2 separate regions of the Gossypium hirsutum genome follow, and region 1 is linked to region 2. Evidence: chromatin contacts called from public Hi-C data. All regions are on one chromosome and are shown on one strand. Each heading gives the region's core, a stretch centred on a gene start, on an enhancer-like site or on the middle of the called end of the contact. The rest is flanking DNA. Distances are from core to core; before and after follow the strand shown.

Region 1 (5,264 bases), core at 60-2,559, 220 kb after region 2:
ATGGCATCTCTAGAGTGTGCTACCTAAGGTAATTGTAAGCAAGTTTAGGATTGAATGAAATGACACCATTCAATTCACTAGAATTTATCAAGCATTCTGCCTGTTCCTTGATACATACAAACATGTTCAAGTGGCATTATCCACGGAATATTCTTTGGTTAATTGTAAACCAATATATGCCAAATAGTAGAGGAATGCATACTTAAAGATCCTTATGAAACAGTGTATTTTTTCAATGCGAAGCCAGTACTAGGATTAACTTCCTCTTCTTCCTTTTCTTTGGGACAATGGGCTACCTATGACTGAGTATGTTCTATATGATCCAACTGTTATTACCACACTAGCTATGAGACAAAGGGATCTGAGAGAAAAAAAAGGTCAAAAGATTGATGGTGAGCTTATATTCCACCGTTTTCTAAAAAAAATGTCAGGTTTTCCCAGACAACTTCATAATTGACCAATTGAAACTATTTTAAACAGGTTCTGAAAAACCAAGCCATTCTCATTCATAATAATCTCATTTGAAGTTCAAAGTTCAAACCTTGTGATAAAATTGTTGTTTTAGTTTCTTTAGCAAGTGTCATCGTGATAATTATGAATAGGATGTCATATTCTGAAAGAAGAGAGATTTAATCACGCGTAATCTTCAATATCCACTCAAACAACAATCATACGCACGCCCCACCAACAATCAAAATAAGAAGAAAATGTTGTTAGAAAACAGAAAGAGGACTACCTCGGTGCAGATTCCTACAACTTCTTCAACCGAGTCTTCATAAGTATCCTTCTTGGACAGTTTGTTGAGCAGATGCGACCTAAATTTATCCGTTTCCTGAAGTACCATAGATGAAAAAAACAAACCCAACAAGTGAATTATCCGTTAACATAAAGTCATACCCGAGTTATTGGAAGGCGACCGCATGCTAAAGGGAAGAGAGGAAGAAAGGGGAACTTACAGCATCAGCGAATTCGGGAATTGGGTCAGGGAATTTGTACTCGGCAGCTTTGCAAATGAAGGTGGTGGACGAGAAAGAGAGCGAATTGGGTGTGGGGGCTTTGCTAGTTAAAGAAGAAGTGAAGGAGCTTTTGAATGCAAAGGAAGGGGAATTTGGAGTGAATGAATATGAAGAAGAAAAGGAGAAGAAGGGAGTGGGGGGAGAAGAAAAGGAGGGAAGAGAGCGAAGCGTGGAAGAGAGAAGAGCTTTGCTCAATGAACCCATCTCTTTCTGCTCTCTCTTATCTTCTTTTGTTCTTCTACTACCCTTCGGGGGTTTAACGTTTATCCTAAAACCCCTATGCTTTTTATTTTTAGTTTTACAGTTAAAGAAAAAGAAAAAGGTTAAAATCTTCCACAAGTCCCTTTGCTTTTTGAAAATTGATAATTTAATCCCTATATTTTTATTTCATGAAATTTAATCATTTTATTTTTCAGATTTCAAAATTCAGGTCCCACTGTTAATACTATTAATTTTTTTGTTAAATTCAAGTTATTTACAAATTTGTTTTTTAAAATTACATAGCTACCAAGTGAGTTTTTTTTATTTAAAAAATGTCATAGCAATAAATTTTTTTTAAAAAATAACAGGGTTAATAGTTGAACTTGAATTCAGAAATCTAAAAAGTAAATAGATTAAATTCCTAATTTTTGAAAAGTATAAAGACTTATAACACATTTTAACAAAAAAAAAACCCTAGGCCGGATATTGCCATCTATATGCAACGAAGAGAATTTTTTTTATGAAATATTGCTTTTCGTTTTTTTATACCATATTATAAGTAAAAGATGGGGTAACAGTACCAATTAATTCTCTAATAAGAACTTTAACCACTGTTGTATTTAAGTCAAAGACCGAAATACTACTTTTCTATTAAATAATTTTCAAACTATTTTATGTTATTCTCTTTCATAAAAAGGTTGTTATTTAGCATCAATTTTTCCGACCATAAATGTTTTTCTAATGCTATAAAAGCTAATTTATTATTGTTATTACAGTTGAAAAATGTTTTTAAAAAAAAAAGAAATTGTGAAAAAGCCATTGAGTCAGACTCGAGGTTTATAATTTCAAGTGTTATAAAAAATATTGGTGCAATTTATTGAGTTGGTTATCTAACTTTTAGTTACCAATTTTTCTTTTACACTTTTATCAGTTAAGTATTTTCATTTTAGTAAATCAACATGGGTGACAAAAAAATTGTTTGTTTTAAGTATTAGTTTGAGAAAAATTAAGAATTAAGTGAAAAAACAATATAAACTAAAATAATGTATTAAAATTTTGTTAAATTATACTTATTTATATCCTTGTCAAAAATTCTAAATTTATTTTTAATATTAAAATTTTAAATTTTAAAACATTAAATTCAATTAAATAAATTGTTAATTTTCTTTATCTTTAATAATGTCCATCAATTTGTAACTATTAAATTAAAATTAATTTATTTATTTTTTAAAATATTAAAATTTTATTTTATGTTTACAAAATATTAATAAATTTATAATAATTTATTTGATTCATTAATGCTTTATGTAATTAATAATTTATATAATTAAGCAATATTTTATATAAATTACATAAAGCATTAATTAATCATATAAATTATTACAAATTTAATAATATTTTGTGTAACACAATTTACCCAAAATACACACATTTTCTTAAAATTTTTGTACTTTGGTTTAACATTAGTTACGACTTACGAGTGAACAGGTAGTTTGTGGCTCTTATAAACAAGGCTAAAGAAGGCTTAAGCAGCGGTGAAGAGGATTAAACCCTAAACCCTGATCTCCTCCCTTCCTGCCAGTTTTAAAGCCCCAGAAAAATAGAAAAAGCTTATCTCAACAGTGGCAATGATTTTACGTCGCTCCACTGCGATGCTCCATTCCTTCAGTTTGTCAACCACCACCCCAAAGCTCCTCTCTCATTTCACTCCCTCCTTTTTTCTCTGTACTTCCGCACTATCTCCTCGAATCCGAATTTGGCTCAATCAATCCTACAGCCGCCGAACCAGGGCCTTCAGTAGCGCCGTTGTTACCGCCTCTTCTCCAAAGAACACTGGGACGGACACCTTCTTTGCTGAAGACACTGTTTCCTGGCAGTCTCTAGGCTTATCTGATCGGATCTCTCAAGCTCTCTCCAATGCCGGTTTCGACAGGCCCTCCCTCGTTCAGGTGCTTCACCTTCTTCTTTTGATGAATTCATATATATTCCTTGTGATTTAAGCTCCATTTCTCGTTAATTTTGCTGTTCAATGCCTTTTTAAAGAACAAAATGATTGGTATTTACTTTAGAGTTGGCTTGGCTCTTTACTTATTTGTTTTTGTTCAATCAATTTTGATGCTGCCGACAGTTAAAGAGCAAAATCTGAAAGGGGTAGAACAAAATTTTTTTACATCCATATATTTTATTATTCTAAACATATTACCGAAAACAACAAAGCAAATGCATATATCATTTAGTACTCAATATGTTTGAATTCGACATGGAGTTTTAGTTTATTGAGGCCAATAGTTAGTTTATCACCTTCGTTTTTTTTTGTTTTTGTTTTTTTCTATTCGACCTTCTCACTTTTAACTGGTGGCTTTTGGTTTCCCTTATGCATCATTATAGGCTGCCTGCATGCCATCTATTCTCTCCGGAAAAGATGTAGTAATTGCAGCAGAAACTGGCAGTGGTAAAACATATGGTTATCTAGTTCCTCTAATTGATAAGCTCTATGGTGCTCGGCATGATGCGGACAATGATTTGGAGAAAGCTACTGTTTCTTCACGTACCTTCTCCATTGTTCTTTGCCCAAATGTATTGCTCTGTGAACAAGTGGTTCGAATGGCTAATGATCTTTCAGGCGGTGATGGTAGACCACTTCTCAGAGTTGCAGCGGTGTGTGGTCGACAGGTATTTTTGTGAACATCAACACATATCTCTTTGGCATTGGTAGTATTCATGGTTTTTAATGTTATTGGAACTTAGAGGGTGCTTTTAAATTTTTTCAGGTGCATGTATATATTTGGCATTGTTCCTTTTTTATTGATAAAATCTGATGGTCACAAATATGACCCTTTACTACAGGGGTGGCCGGTGAATGAACCGGATGTTATTGTGTCAACACCAGTTGCTCTTTTGAACAGTATAGACCCCAAAAAACATCATCGTTCAGATTTCATTCGTGCTGTAAAGTATGTGGTATGTTTTCTCACTCATTACTTTATATTCCTTTTGGTTATTTGGGAAACTACAAGGCCTTTTTTTAAAAGAAAAAGTGTGTTTACAATAATTGGCAGGTTTTTGATGAAGCAGATATGCTCCTTTCCGGGGGCTTTGAGAATCATGTTATTCGTCTTATACACATGCTCCGTTTTGATGAAAAGCTATTGTCTCGGGTGAATAAAGCTGGATCTGAGAATCCTGTAGAACCGAGTTCTGATTCTGTGTCACACTTTGACTTCGAGGGTGAGGAAGACATGCAAAATGAATCCATCTCAGAAGCTGAGGAAATGTCTGAGGGTGATGTTGATGCTGAGGACTTGATGGAAGAAACTCAAACTTTGCCTGTCAAGAGAAAGGACTGGAGGAGAGTGAGAAAAAATTATGAACGAAGTAAGCAGTACATATTTGTTGCCGCAACCCTTCCAGTTAACGGAAAGAAAACTGCTGGTGCAGTGTTGAAAAAGATGTTTCCGGATGCCAACTGGGTTAGTGGAAGCTACCTCCATCAACCCAACCCTAGGTGCTAAAGTCTTATACTATTTTTTCCCCTTTCCGTGGATAAACGGTGCTGCATTTAGTTATGGTTATTAGAATTGTTTAGAGGCCAAGTTATATTTATCTCTTTCTCATATTTTATTGTTTTAAGCTTGTCACTGCTCATGTCGATCAGTTTTGCTCCAAAATCATCTGTGCTTGTTATCACCAAGGAACAAGAACTTAGAGATTTGTGATATCATTTTTCTTATGCATGGAGAACTAGGCTAGACCTGGCAATGTGTATCCATTGTGTTTGTGTATTCTGTTGTGCCATAATCATATTTAGGGTATTTTATATTTACATAACTTTGATGCTTTAATAACTCGTATTATCTAGACTCTAAAACATTTGTGCATTCATTGTCTTGTTTGTGTCATGTTTTAATTATTTTTTCCATATCATGTTTAATATTGTCAAGTCTAATTTAGGATATATCACAAATTACCTGATTAAAACTGCAGCTGTCGAACACCCAACTGTAGTGTAGAAGCCACTATAATCATTTTAAAATAACATTTATCTCC
Region 2 (5,325 bases), core at 520-3,019:
AAAACTGAACAAGCTGTGCATAGAAAATATGTTTATAATTACAATTCATAAGAGCCATTAAAGTACAAAGGATTGGAGCAACAATTCAGTATAGCAAATACCATGCATGGAATTAGTCAGCCTCTTGATTCCATTCTCAAACTAGAAAATTTTGAATTTGCAGATTAATAAGGATTCATGGAACCAAGAAAAATCAAGCATTGAGACTTTTAGAGCTATAACAATAAAATCATAAAAAAAGGGTTAAATTTAAAGAATCTAGTAGCTTGTCTATGAAATTTAAATTCCATCTATGTAAAATTCCATGACAAATTAAATGGAAGAGATCTGAATTACCATTACAACATTATTCAATCAATATCATTCCCAGATTTAGCAAATTGTAAAATTTGTATTCTGTGCCTCGAATTCTTTTCCATTTTTAGAGCCAAAGAACAGGCCATTGTACAAAGATGTGAAAAAACTGACAAAGGAAAAACTCAACCTGCAATGAAAGCTTATTGACCACAAGAGTAACTTTTTACATAATGGCTTGAACATTACAAATACCACGTTGTCTTTCAATTGGTGGTTAACCTACCAATAATCTTTGACCCTACTATTGTGCAGCCACCATTATCCAAATGAACAACTCAACTTGGACTAAATTGAACACAATAACTAAGAGACTTAGGCATAATATGGTTTTAACATTACAAAACATCATGTCATAATTCCGTTCCAATAATATCCACCAAATAAAGAATACAGAAAACTAAAACAAAAGTAGAAGGAAAAACAAATGAAACCCTTTACCTTCTAAGCTCCTTTGTGACAGTCATGTTACAAATATATGGAGAATTCCTGGGAGGCGTAGGTGTAGGAGGAGAAGCGTTAGCACCCCTTTTGTCAAAGCAAACCTCCACTGTTCCAGCCAGTTCCTCACCTCTCTTCCCACCTTCCTCTCTATAGAACCCAACAAGAGTGACAGCGTGTGGCATCGAAGCTCTCCTCTCAATCAAATACTGTTTCACGAAGAACCTCAACAAAGCCTCGTATTGCAAGGACATGAGCATTGATTCAGCGAATGACAAAGCCAACAACCCGACAGTCATATCCATCTCCTCAATCCTCATGACCCGAACCCACAACGACCAAGATTCCAACTCTTGAAGATAAACGAAAGACTCCAAAGCTTTGAGCTTTTCAAGCTCTTCATTGGTTAAAACACGGCTTCCCCTATATGATTCATCGAGAAAGGAGTAGTATTGAGCTGGAGTGACGGAGTTGGTGGAGGAAGAAGAAGGGAGACAACACTTGAAATTGTAACGATGGAGTTTGCAGACACAAAGGAGAGGGTTTCTAGATGAAAGGAAGGGTACCCTTTTTATGGGATTAAATTCGGTTTGTAAGCGTGGCTGTTGTTGAGGATCTAAGTAAGGAGACAGCTTAAGTGGTGGTGCTGCTGCTATTGCCATAGAAATTGTTTTAACTTATTTGAGATCAAAACCAGTTGATGATGAGACAAATTTGGGAAACATCATCGAATAATTTATCAAGGTAAAATCTGCTAACTGAATGTCTTCCTCTTTTCGTAGGTGGGAATTATCTTTATTTACGATTTTGAGGGTAAATCTGATAACTGAATGTCTTCCTCTTTTCGTTGGTGAGAATTGTCTTTATTTACGATTTTGTGAACTGGCGAAGTGACGGAAGAACACAAATAGATAACCAGTTTGATCGGTTGAGGGCAAACCAAATCCTACCATGTTTGTCTCAAGGCACGTGTTGTATTATTCCTCCAATGTGTACTATATATACCTTATCAGGGTCTGGTTCGGGTAAGATCGAAGTCAAAATGTATACTCGTTTTTTAAATTCGGTTTAAAAAACGAGTTTAAAATTTTGTTCAATCTCAATTCAGATAAATAAATGTTAATTTCGAGCCCAACCTGGTCTGTAGTAAATTTTTTATATAAAAATAAATTTAAAATATATAATACATCAAGTACATCAAAATATTAAAATAGATATTTTCCAAAAACTTGAAAATATATTAAAAATATAATAACAAAATGACAGAAAAATAACATGAAAAAAAAAACATTAGTCAGGTTCAGGCTCAGCCCAAAAAAACTTACCCGAGGCTCGGTCCATTTAGAAAGCAGATCTTATTTTTTGTCTAAACTCATTTTTCGAGCCTATATTTATTCCAAACCCTCTCATTTTTCGGACGAGCCTTCAGGCCTAGACGGGTGGCCTGACCCATGATCAGGTTTAGTCGTAAACTATATCTTCATTTCTTAAATTTTTTAACATTATTTGATTCTATTTTATTTATTTACTCTCAAAATAATTACACAATCAACTCTGTCTATAACAATTATCCTCTATCACAGTATTTTGTTATAATAATCAAATTTTTAGTAGAATCAATTTTTTATACTTTATTTCACCCTTTTGTAACAATTTTTCATTGATTACAGCAACATCCATAGTTGTGGAATACATATTTATTAAGTTAGTTCTCTATGACAACATATTGTCTAAAATTTTAAATAAAATTATAGATATTTCATATAAGCAAATCTATTAATTATAATTTATTAATAAAAAATATTTTAATTAAAATATTATTTCAATAAAATGTTTAAATTTCACATCAAAAAATCTAGGAAAAACTATACAAATGATCACCCAAACTATGCTCGCGTTTCTGTTTTGATAACCAAATTTAAAATTTTTCAATTTAGGCACTAGCGTTTGAATCTATTCATATTTTGGTCACTCATCGTTAAATTGATAACGGAAAGCCTTTTTTCTAACCAGTATAATAACACATTTAATCATCAATACTTACATATTCTATCGATTTGATCCTAATTCTAAATAATTTAATAAATTTAACCCTTCTTATTTAAAAATTCTATTAATCATATTTTATTAAATGAAAATAATATTTTATAAGTGGAATTAAAGAGATCCATTCAATAAATTATTAAGTTTCCTGATTAAAGATTCTATTATGAATTCGGAACATTATAAACTTATAAATTGATTACTTGAATTTAATAACTCATGTTAATTAATTGAATTTGTTAAATTTATGAATTAAAAATGTGAAAGAATATAAAATAAAAGACGCATAAAAGCAATAATGCATGCACCTGTTATACATCTTTTAATGTTGTTGATTTGATTCTCGCTTTCTTTCTTTTTGAACACAATTCACACTTTATTTATTTCATGAAAATTCACGATATGAACTCTTTGGTAGGTTTATAACAACTACCTCTCTATAACAGAAAAAAATTTAATGGACGAATGGGATTCTAGAGACTTTACTGCATTTCAAGGTTAATTCTCTCTATTTTTTTTAAGGAAACCTTGATATTGATGGATGATGAGGTCTAGACAAAAAAAAAACACTTAACCTATAAAATGATACCTAAGCTATGTCATTTTTCATCTTGGTACCTCAACTCTTTTTTTTTTTTTGTCACAAGTGATACGTAAATTATTTTTTTCCAAGCTGATGCCCCGTTAGTTAAACTGTTAAGTCTATTAAAAAAACTTAACCCATAATATAGTAAACTAATTTTTTGTCACAAGTGATACTTAAATTATTTTTGCATTACTTATTTTACACCGAAGTATTATATCCGTAAAAAAATCAGCCAGTAAATAGACCGTGAGGTCATATAAAATTTAAAAACTAATTTTTAATTATTTTATTTTATTTTACATTATTTTTCTCTTTATTTTTTTTCTACTTTTTCTTATTCTTTCTTTCTTCTTCCTTTATAATGTTTGGTAATGCCAACAATACTCTAAATTGGTCATCTTGAGATTGAGATGCATGTGATTAATTCTATTTTTAAACTTCATCGCCTACTTGCCTGACCTAACTAGATTGGAAAAGTTCTTTCATCGATCAAAACCAATGTTTTAGGACTGGACAAGAATAGTCGGTTGGATTGGGAATCAATCCGGAGATAGGGGTTGAACTAGTTGACTTGTGAACCAATACAAAACATTTGAACCAACTAAAAATCTATTGAACTAGTTTAACTAGATTTCCCCCGTTTTTTTTAATTTTTAGTGAATTTCTAAATAATTTTTTAAATATATATATAAAGAAAATAATACTTTGTATTTTCTTGCTACATGGAAAATTTTAAGTGGTTATCTTTTTTTTAAAATATATTTAATGAGTTGACTAACAACTGAACTAACAGAGGTATCAATTTGAAAAAAAATTGTTTAGATATCAATTGTGGCAAAAAAAAGGTACCAAAATGAAAAAAAAAATGGCATAGTTTAAGAACTAATTTATGGGTTAATCCTTTTTTAAAAAAAATAGACTTAATAGTTTGAGTAATGAAAATTTTTGACGTTTAGGGACTCATTAAATACAAAAAAAAAGAGTATAGTAACTTAATCAATTAAGTAAATTACATTAGTAGTCATCCAACTATGATTTTTTTTACCACTCAACTATGAAAAGTTACAAAATGGTCACCCAACTATTAGTCGTATTATTTTTTGGTCACCTAACTATGACAACTTACAAAATGGTCACTCAATTATTCAGTTTTGCCTTTTTTGGTCACCCAACTATCTTGGAATTTGGGTGTTTCTATTTTTATATTAGCCAGCTGGTGACAAAAAAGAAGAAGATAAATTTGTAGTTGGATGATCATTTTTTAATTTTTCATACTTGGATGATAGAAAAACATAACTGACTACATGTAATTTACCCTGATCAATTTATTCATAAACAAATTCATTTATAAGAATAAATGAATTGAACCCATTTTATTTGAGATCGGCTTGTTTCTTAAAAGTGAACTTTAACTTCATATAAACCAATATATAGAATAAATAGAATTGCTAATAGATAGATGTTTTGTTGACTTTTAAGAAGAAATGTTGGTGGGCCGGGTTGGGTCAATGTCCGAGTCGGGCTTGGACTTTGAATGTTTGAGCCTAAGATCAACCTATATTTTGAATGAACCTTTTATTTTGCCCAAGCCCTTTTTTAGGTCTAATATGTTACCTGAACTCTCTCAAATTTCAAGTAGGCCCTCAAGTTTGGATGGGTAGCTCGACTATTAAACAAGTCTACCTCTAAGACTATTTCATTGCATGTGAAGAAGGTAAAGAGAGAAAAGCCAAAAGAGAAATTCACGAAGTTAAGTTGAGCAAAAAAAGAAATCAAGATTCAATTTGAACTATGGTATTTGGATGATTTTTGGAATACAAGTTATCAAGGTTATCTGAATCAAACTTAATTCTATTTTTATTTAATTTTACTTTTTTAGTGTTGTAAAATAAATATTTTAT

Evidence for each region. Hi-C and Micro-C count contacts between places; a contact is called where the count stands out from the background.
Region 1: a Hi-C map of leaf shows a contact between it and region 2, with 2.5 times the contacts expected there. The contact joins the promoter of LOC107909626 here to the promoter of LOC107909663 in region 2. A contact is called at or near these places in 7 of 34 Hi-C or Micro-C datasets (hypocotyl and leaf).

What each region holds. Positions count from the first base shown.
Region 1 is chrD02:62,325,004-62,330,267 of Gossypium_hirsutum_v2.1, forward strand. It overlaps LOC107909626 (protein PLASTID REDOX INSENSITIVE 2, chloroplastic), which reads right to left and starts at 1,310. Exons shown (of 3, transcript XM_016837231.2): 1 at 957-1,310; 2 at 737-832. The coding sequence starts at 1,220. It overlaps LOC107909623 (DEAD-box ATP-dependent RNA helicase 22), which reads left to right and starts at 2,713. Exons shown (of 8, transcript XM_016837225.2): 1 at 2,713-3,166; 2 at 3,606-3,890; 3 at 4,065-4,178; 4 at 4,277-4,722. The coding sequence starts at 2,846.
Region 2 is chrD02:62,101,370-62,106,694 of Gossypium_hirsutum_v2.1, forward strand. LOC107909663 reads right to left here and starts at 1,770. Exons shown (of 3, transcript XM_016837279.2): 1 at 796-1,770. The coding sequence starts at 1,457.